2 separate regions of the Mus musculus genome follow, and region 1 is linked to region 2. Evidence: chromatin contacts called from public Hi-C data. All regions are on one chromosome and are shown on one strand. Each heading gives the region's core, a stretch centred on a gene start, on an enhancer-like site or on the middle of the called end of the contact. The rest is flanking DNA. Distances are from core to core; before and after follow the strand shown.

Region 1 (3,357 bases), core at 301-2,800, 210 kb after region 2:
TGCTGATAGAAGCCTGATATAGCTGTCTCCTGAGAAGCCCTGCCAGAGCCTGACAAATACAGAGGCAGATGCTCACAGCCAACCATTGGACTGAGCATGGGGTCCCCCAATGGAGGAATTAGAGAAAGGACTGAAGGAGCTGAAGGGGTTTGCAACCCTATAGGAAGAACATCAATTTCGACCTACCAGACCCACTAGAGATCCCAGAGACTAAACCATCAACCAAGGAGTACACATGGAGGGACCCATGGCTCCAGCCGCATATGTAGCTGAGGATGGCCTTGTCGGACCTCAATGGGAGGAGAGGCCCTTGGTCCTAAAAAGGCTCGATGCCCCAGTGTAGGGGAATTTGAGGTCAGGGAGGTGGGAGTGGGTGGTTGGGTGAGGGAACACCCTCATAGAAGCAGGAGAAGGGACAATGGGATAGGGGGTTTCCGGGAGCAGGGCAGGGGAACCAAGAAAGGGAATAACATTTGAAATGTAAATAAAGAAAATATCCAATTTTAAAAAGGGAAAAAGAAAAGAGAAAAAATGAAACCCACTCACTAGGGCCACAAGAAGTTATAGGCTGGGGCTGGAGAGATGGCTCTGCAGTTATAAGCAATGGCTGTTCTTCTTGAACCCAGGTTCAGTTCCAAGAACTTACATGGCAGCTCACAACTACCTGAAACTCTAGCCTCAGGCTATCCAACACCTTCTTCTGGCCTCCAGGGGCATCAGGCACTCACATGGTATTCAGACATGAGTGCAAGCAAAACACCCATATATAGAGAAATAAATTAATACATAAATTTATATTTTTAAAAGAAGTGTAGGCTGTACATGTCTCAACCCAAAAGTCTAAAATTCAAGTGTTCTAACACCTGAAACTTGAGTGCCAAGGGGAAGAAACATTCTACAGCTGAACATATGATGCCACACAGCTAAAACACAGGTACACTAAACAAAGAGTAGACAAAGTGCTTTTCAGGTTGCTATAAGGTACATATGATACCTAAGTGAAGTTTGTGTTCAAGTTTGGGTTCCATCCTCAAGATTGTATATATATGCATCCTAAAATCCAACAGCAAAAAATTCAAAATTCCCAAATATCTCTGTTTCCAAGTATTTCCGATAGGGATGCGGGTGGTGGTGGTGGTGGTGGTGGTGATGGTGGTGGTGGTGGTGGTTGTGGTGGTGGCGGCTAACATTAGTAAGTTCTCAGACCACCTTTGGGCACATTTTACAGAGGAGAAACTGAAACCTGGCCAGTGAAGTGACTTACACAGAATCCCAAGGCTCAAATGAATACTATACTATTCTAGTTGCCCTTTTCCTATAATCTGAAGATGTGAAGAAAAGGGACCAATGCTCAGACCCTGTTAAAAATCACACTGAAAACTCACTCTAAAAACAAAATTCTCAGTCATTCAAACTGCCTGGAGACACAAGGCACAAAAGAAACATAAATCCTAAAAACAAATGTTCATCACCTCCCAGAACGAGCCAAGCGTGTTCCTCTGCCCTGTCAGTCTTATCACATGGGATGTTGTTTTCTGCTTGGCACTCTTAAGTAATATGCATATATACATGGGGGGTGTGAAAAATTCCTTGGCAGATACAAGAGTGTATGCATAGGGCAGGAAAGAAAGCAATAGTTAGGAGAATGGTTGTAATCTGAAGATGTGGGACAAATAAAAGACAAGTTCAAGGACCAGGCTGAGAGCTAGCAAAAGCTCGTTAGCATGTAGAACAAATGGTATCATGAAAATAACAGCAATGGGTGCATTATCTCCTGAGATGAATGTGAGGAACCTTTAACATAGACAGCGGGAGGCCCCAGGGCTCCTGAGCAAGCAAAGCCATGCAACCTGACTAAAAACCTGGCTCTCCTCAATGTATGTAAGCCAGGAATATATGCCAGGAATCAACAGGGACCCATAGGAGGCCTCAGGGACAGTGAGGGTGACAGGGCTGCCTTGCGGTGAAGAATGAAATCTCTGAAGGAGAGGTCTGACATCACTGGGGTTCAACATCCCACATCGCTTCTCCTAGCCCCTCTGCTGGTGTGGGTTTGAAAGAAACCAAACAGAGGCTCCTTCCTGCATCTCCATCCTCCTGCCTTCTTGGCCTCTTCTCTCCTGTGAGAGGTTTCAGTGTCAAAATAAAGTTCCTTGTGGCAAACCTTAATAAAAGCATGTACAGCCAGGAGGCACTGAGAAAGAAGCCCTCACTCATGTATATTTTAGCAAGAAAAAAATCACAGGGGACTCAGCTGGGACCACAGCCGTGTACACAGATACCACAACCTTTCACAGAACACCATCAGGATGTCTACTGACAGCTATCATTTCAGCCCCTGACCGATGCCAGTTTACAACGGATTCTGAGATACTCCTGATATTAATATTTCTGGCTAAGGGGTGTTGATATATAATTTTCTACTGGATCCCTCTAATCTCCTTAAAGTGCCCATCTCCTCCAGTCTTTACCGAATGTGGCTAATGGTGCCCTTGGTGGCCATGCCATGTGCATTTCTGTTTTGCAGTAGTACCTTCTTATTCCTAAATGGATGCCATTATTATTTAGGGATTATTCCTCAGTATCTTTTGCTAAAATTCCAACCCCCAATTCCTCACCTGGTTCCTCCTTCAGCTTGGCTGTCTCTCTCATGTATAGTTTAGCCTTCTGACTGCCACATGCTATAGAAATTCCTCCTGGCACTAAATGCTAGACCTTCCTTTGCTCTTCAAACATTGTGTTTACTCCTCCTCTCTACTGTTATGACTCTTAAAATGTATTCCTCATCACCTCCACCCTATAGAAACTGTAAATCCTATGACAAGAAGGACCACACTAGGCATTCCATAAGTTCAGTCATTCATTTACTTGACATATATTTACTAAATATATTCTGTGCCATACACTGAAGTGAAGGACTGAGCAAGCCCGATAAAGTCCTGACTCTCCTCTCTCATTCTTTGAAAGACAAAGAAGGGTGTGTGTGTGTACGTGTGTGTGTGTGTGTGTGTGTGTGTGTGTGTGTGTGTGTGTGTGTGTGGTATTAAATTAAACAGGATTATAGATTGCTTAAGCGGCATGACAAGAAACAATATGATACCATGAAAGAAGAAAATCAGCCGGGCGGTGGTGGCGCATGCCTTTAATCCTAGCACTCGGGAGGCAGAGGCAGGCGGATTTCTGAGTTGGAGGCCAGCCTGGTCTACAAAGTGAGTTCCAGGACAGTCGGGGCTACACAGAGAAACCCTGGCTTGAAAAAAAGAAAGAAAGAAAGAAAGAAAGAAAGAAAGAAAGAGAGAGAGAGAGAGAGAGAGAGAGAGAGAGAGAGAGAGGAAGGAAGGAAGGAAGGAAGGAAGG
Region 2 (2,981 bases), core at 316-2,815:
CTCATGGGTATGATTCTCAATGTTTGCCAGATGAACTGAACTTTGAATAATCTTTCTCTGTCTGCCTTCCCTATCCCCTCCTATCTGTTTGCATGCTTTGCACATGCAACCAGTATTCACGGTGCTGTTACAAGCCTCTGTACCTCTTCTGTAACTGACCTTTCAGTAATGTTTGGTCCTGTTTGAACTTTGTGTTTAAATCTTCAATGAAAATATTTTATCCTACCATTTTCCCCTCTGGGGTGTTATGTTCCCTTGGGTGATGTTCTATTTTTCTTAATTCTCTCATCGTTGGGCCTATTCATTGTATATTGAATTCTCATTAACTGGGCTGTGCAACCCCTAAAAACACTTGCTCAGGATTGCTTCCTGTTCTTGTGTTGTCTTCTTGATTGGATATCCTATCTGCATTTTGAATCTTTTCTTTATTTTTTTCCTATAATTTATTTGTAGACTGGCCATGCTTCATTGCACCCCCCCCCCCCACTCTGACTGACTAGGACAGAACAACTCTTGGGTTAGTCTGGACAGAACAACTCTTAGCTCAGACAGTCATGGTCATTGTTTTCATCAAAGACATCCTCTGAAGGAAGCTACTGCATATATATATATATGCATTGCTAGGATTTCTGGTGACATCTCTTACTTCTAAGGGGTTGTCACATGTCCTCTTCTTTGCACCTTACAACCAGTATTCACTGTGCTGACATAAACACAGTGGTTGCAAGAACACCCCAGACTTCTTCCTTCATCATGAATTCCTGTTACTGGACTTGGTTGATTTGCTTTAGCTGTTGGCTTTGCTGGACACACATGATGGGTGCACAGGAGGATTCCATATGGTGAATTCTGATTCAATTCTGATTTCTATTTTCTGCTACCAGTCTGTTTTGAGTATACTCCAAAGATTAGTCAGTGTGCTGTTGGGGTAATTGTTGGTTTGTAGGGGACCATATATGCTAAAGAAGATTAGCATATATGGTCCCCTACTGCCCATATGGCCTGTTTCTTGTCCTCTTCTCAAATTAATCATAACCTAATATAAAATTTCTTCTTATTCTTTCTTCTTATCAGCCTCCATGCTAACCTAAGTTCTTTGTCTGAAGTTCTGCATGTTAAAATTATTCAGAAATACTTCTCTGAAATACACTGTCATGATGAAATTTATTATTTCTGAGAGAGAGAGAGAGAGAGAGAGAGAGAGAGAAATGGAAGGAAGCAGGAAAAAAGGAAGGAAGGAAGGAAGGAAGGAAGGAAGGAAGGAAGGAAGGAAGGAAGGGAGGGAGGGAGGGAGGGAGGGAGGGAGGGAAGGAGGGAGGAGGGAAGGAAGGAAGGAAGGAGAAGGAAGGAAAGAAGGAAGGAAGGAAGGAAGGAAGGAAGGAAGGAAGGAAGGAAGGAAGGAAGGAAGGAAGGAAAAAACCTGTTCACTTCAATTTTCTTCTTATTTTAAAGAAGGAAAAATTCACATCTGTTCAAGTTTTAACTCTGAACACTTTGCATAATCAGTTAGAAACCTTTTGTTAGCAGGCCAGATGGCTGCTGCACCCACCCCCCAAAAGGAAATTAAATATGTAGGCAGTGACAGCTCAAAGGAGGAATTAGAAACTCCTTTCTAAGAGAAAGGATCTCATCTAGAGGTATCCTGTAGGTCTGGTTCTCTGGCTGTACCGGCTGGTTTTGTGTCAACTTGGCACAGGCTGGAGTTATCACAGAGAAAGGAGCTGCAGTTGGGGAAGTGCCTCCACGAGATCCAGCTGCAAAGCATTTTCTCAATTAGTGATGGGGAGGGGTCCCCTTGTGGGTGGTGCCATCTCTGGGCCTTAGTTCTATAAGAGAGCAGGCTGAGCAAGCCACTGGAAGCAAGTGAGTAAAGAATATCCCTCCTTGGCCTCTGCATCAGCTCCTGCTTCCTGACCTGCTTGAGTTCCAGTCTGGTGATAAACAGCAATGTGGAAGTGTAAGCTGAATAAACCCTTTCCTCCCCAACTGCTTCTTGGTCATGATGTTTGTGTAGGAATAGAAACCCTGACTAAGACAGTGGCCAATGGTTTCCTACAACCGAAACCCTTTCCCAGCCAAAAGTCTTTCAGTACCTGGTCTTTAAATGATCTCCATAGGCAATAGAGAACAGAACCAACAGCCACAATGCCTTTCAGAAGAACAAGAAAGTCCATCCCCAAGAATGTAGGAGGATTGACTGCCCTTGCACCCTTGCAACCTGGTTTACCTGATGACACTTATGCATTCACGTTTAGCACCAGCCCCCATTTTTATAATCTATAGAGTCCAGGGTCCGGGAATATGCTGACATATATATGGATGTGTGTGTGTGTGTGTGTGTGTGTGTGTGTGTGTGTGTGGTTTCTACATCCAACTATTTTATGTACATATGCCCATAATTCAGAGACTTCATTAGTCATGGTTACCCAACCATTAATATTTTTTACTTGGATGATAGTGACCAACTCAGAACTGATCTACTGCTCCTAAGCCAGCATGCACACATGTGCACACACACACACACACACACACACACACACACACACAAACACATACTCATATACACTCAGAAATCAACCCTGCCTGTGTATGTAGAGTTGTCTCTACGAAAGAATATTCATAGTTCTACCCTATAAGGCCTTTTCATTTGGTTCTTGCTTATTTCTCCTACAGCCATCCACATGTACCTTTTCCCTTCAGTAAGCCCTATTATTTGTAGCTCCTTGAGTACACAGGCTATACCTGCTGTAGTTTGGGTGTACTTTGTCCCCTGTGTAGGGTTTGCTCTGCAAGGATTCATGTGCTAGAGTCTTGGCCTCATGTGTAACAATGTGGTTGTATATTTTGCATATGTATCAAAAGATGGCCTAGTGAGCCATCACTGGAAAGAGAGGCCCTTTGGACTTGCAAACTTTATATGCCCCAGTACAGGGGAACGCCAGGGCCAAAAAGGGGGAGTGGGTGGGTAGGGGATTGGGGGT

Evidence for each region. Hi-C and Micro-C count contacts between places; a contact is called where the count stands out from the background.
Region 1: a contact with region 2 is called in a Hi-C map of cortical neurons, with 3 times the contacts expected there. The contact joins two enhancer-like sites. A contact is called at or near these places in 3 of 484 Hi-C or Micro-C datasets (cortical neurons and embryonic stem cells) and 2 of 115 datasets of contacts at active chromatin or transcription factors (a beta-TC-6 cell line and embryonic limb bud).

The regions. Positions count from the first base shown.
Region 1 is chr5:45,269,326-45,272,682 of GRCm38.p6, forward strand. All of the region lies in intron 4 of D5Ertd615e (DNA segment, Chr 5, ERATO Doi 615, expressed), which reads right to left. Among named protein-coding and RNA genes, the nearest start is that of Gm46912, 110 kb to the left of the region's middle. Within about 2 kb of position 1,551, at least 2 of the 459 cell types and tissues checked have an H3K27ac peak or open chromatin away from gene starts, as enhancers often do. A contact at or near this core is called in cortical neurons, where this site is marked.
Region 2 is chr5:45,061,101-45,064,081 of GRCm38.p6, forward strand. All of the region lies in intron 5 of D5Ertd615e (DNA segment, Chr 5, ERATO Doi 615, expressed), which reads right to left. Among named protein-coding and RNA genes, the nearest start is that of 4930431F12Rik, 96 kb to the left of the region's middle. Within about 2 kb of position 1,566, at least 6 of the 459 cell types and tissues checked have an H3K27ac peak or open chromatin away from gene starts, as enhancers often do. A contact at or near this core is called in cortical neurons, where this site is marked.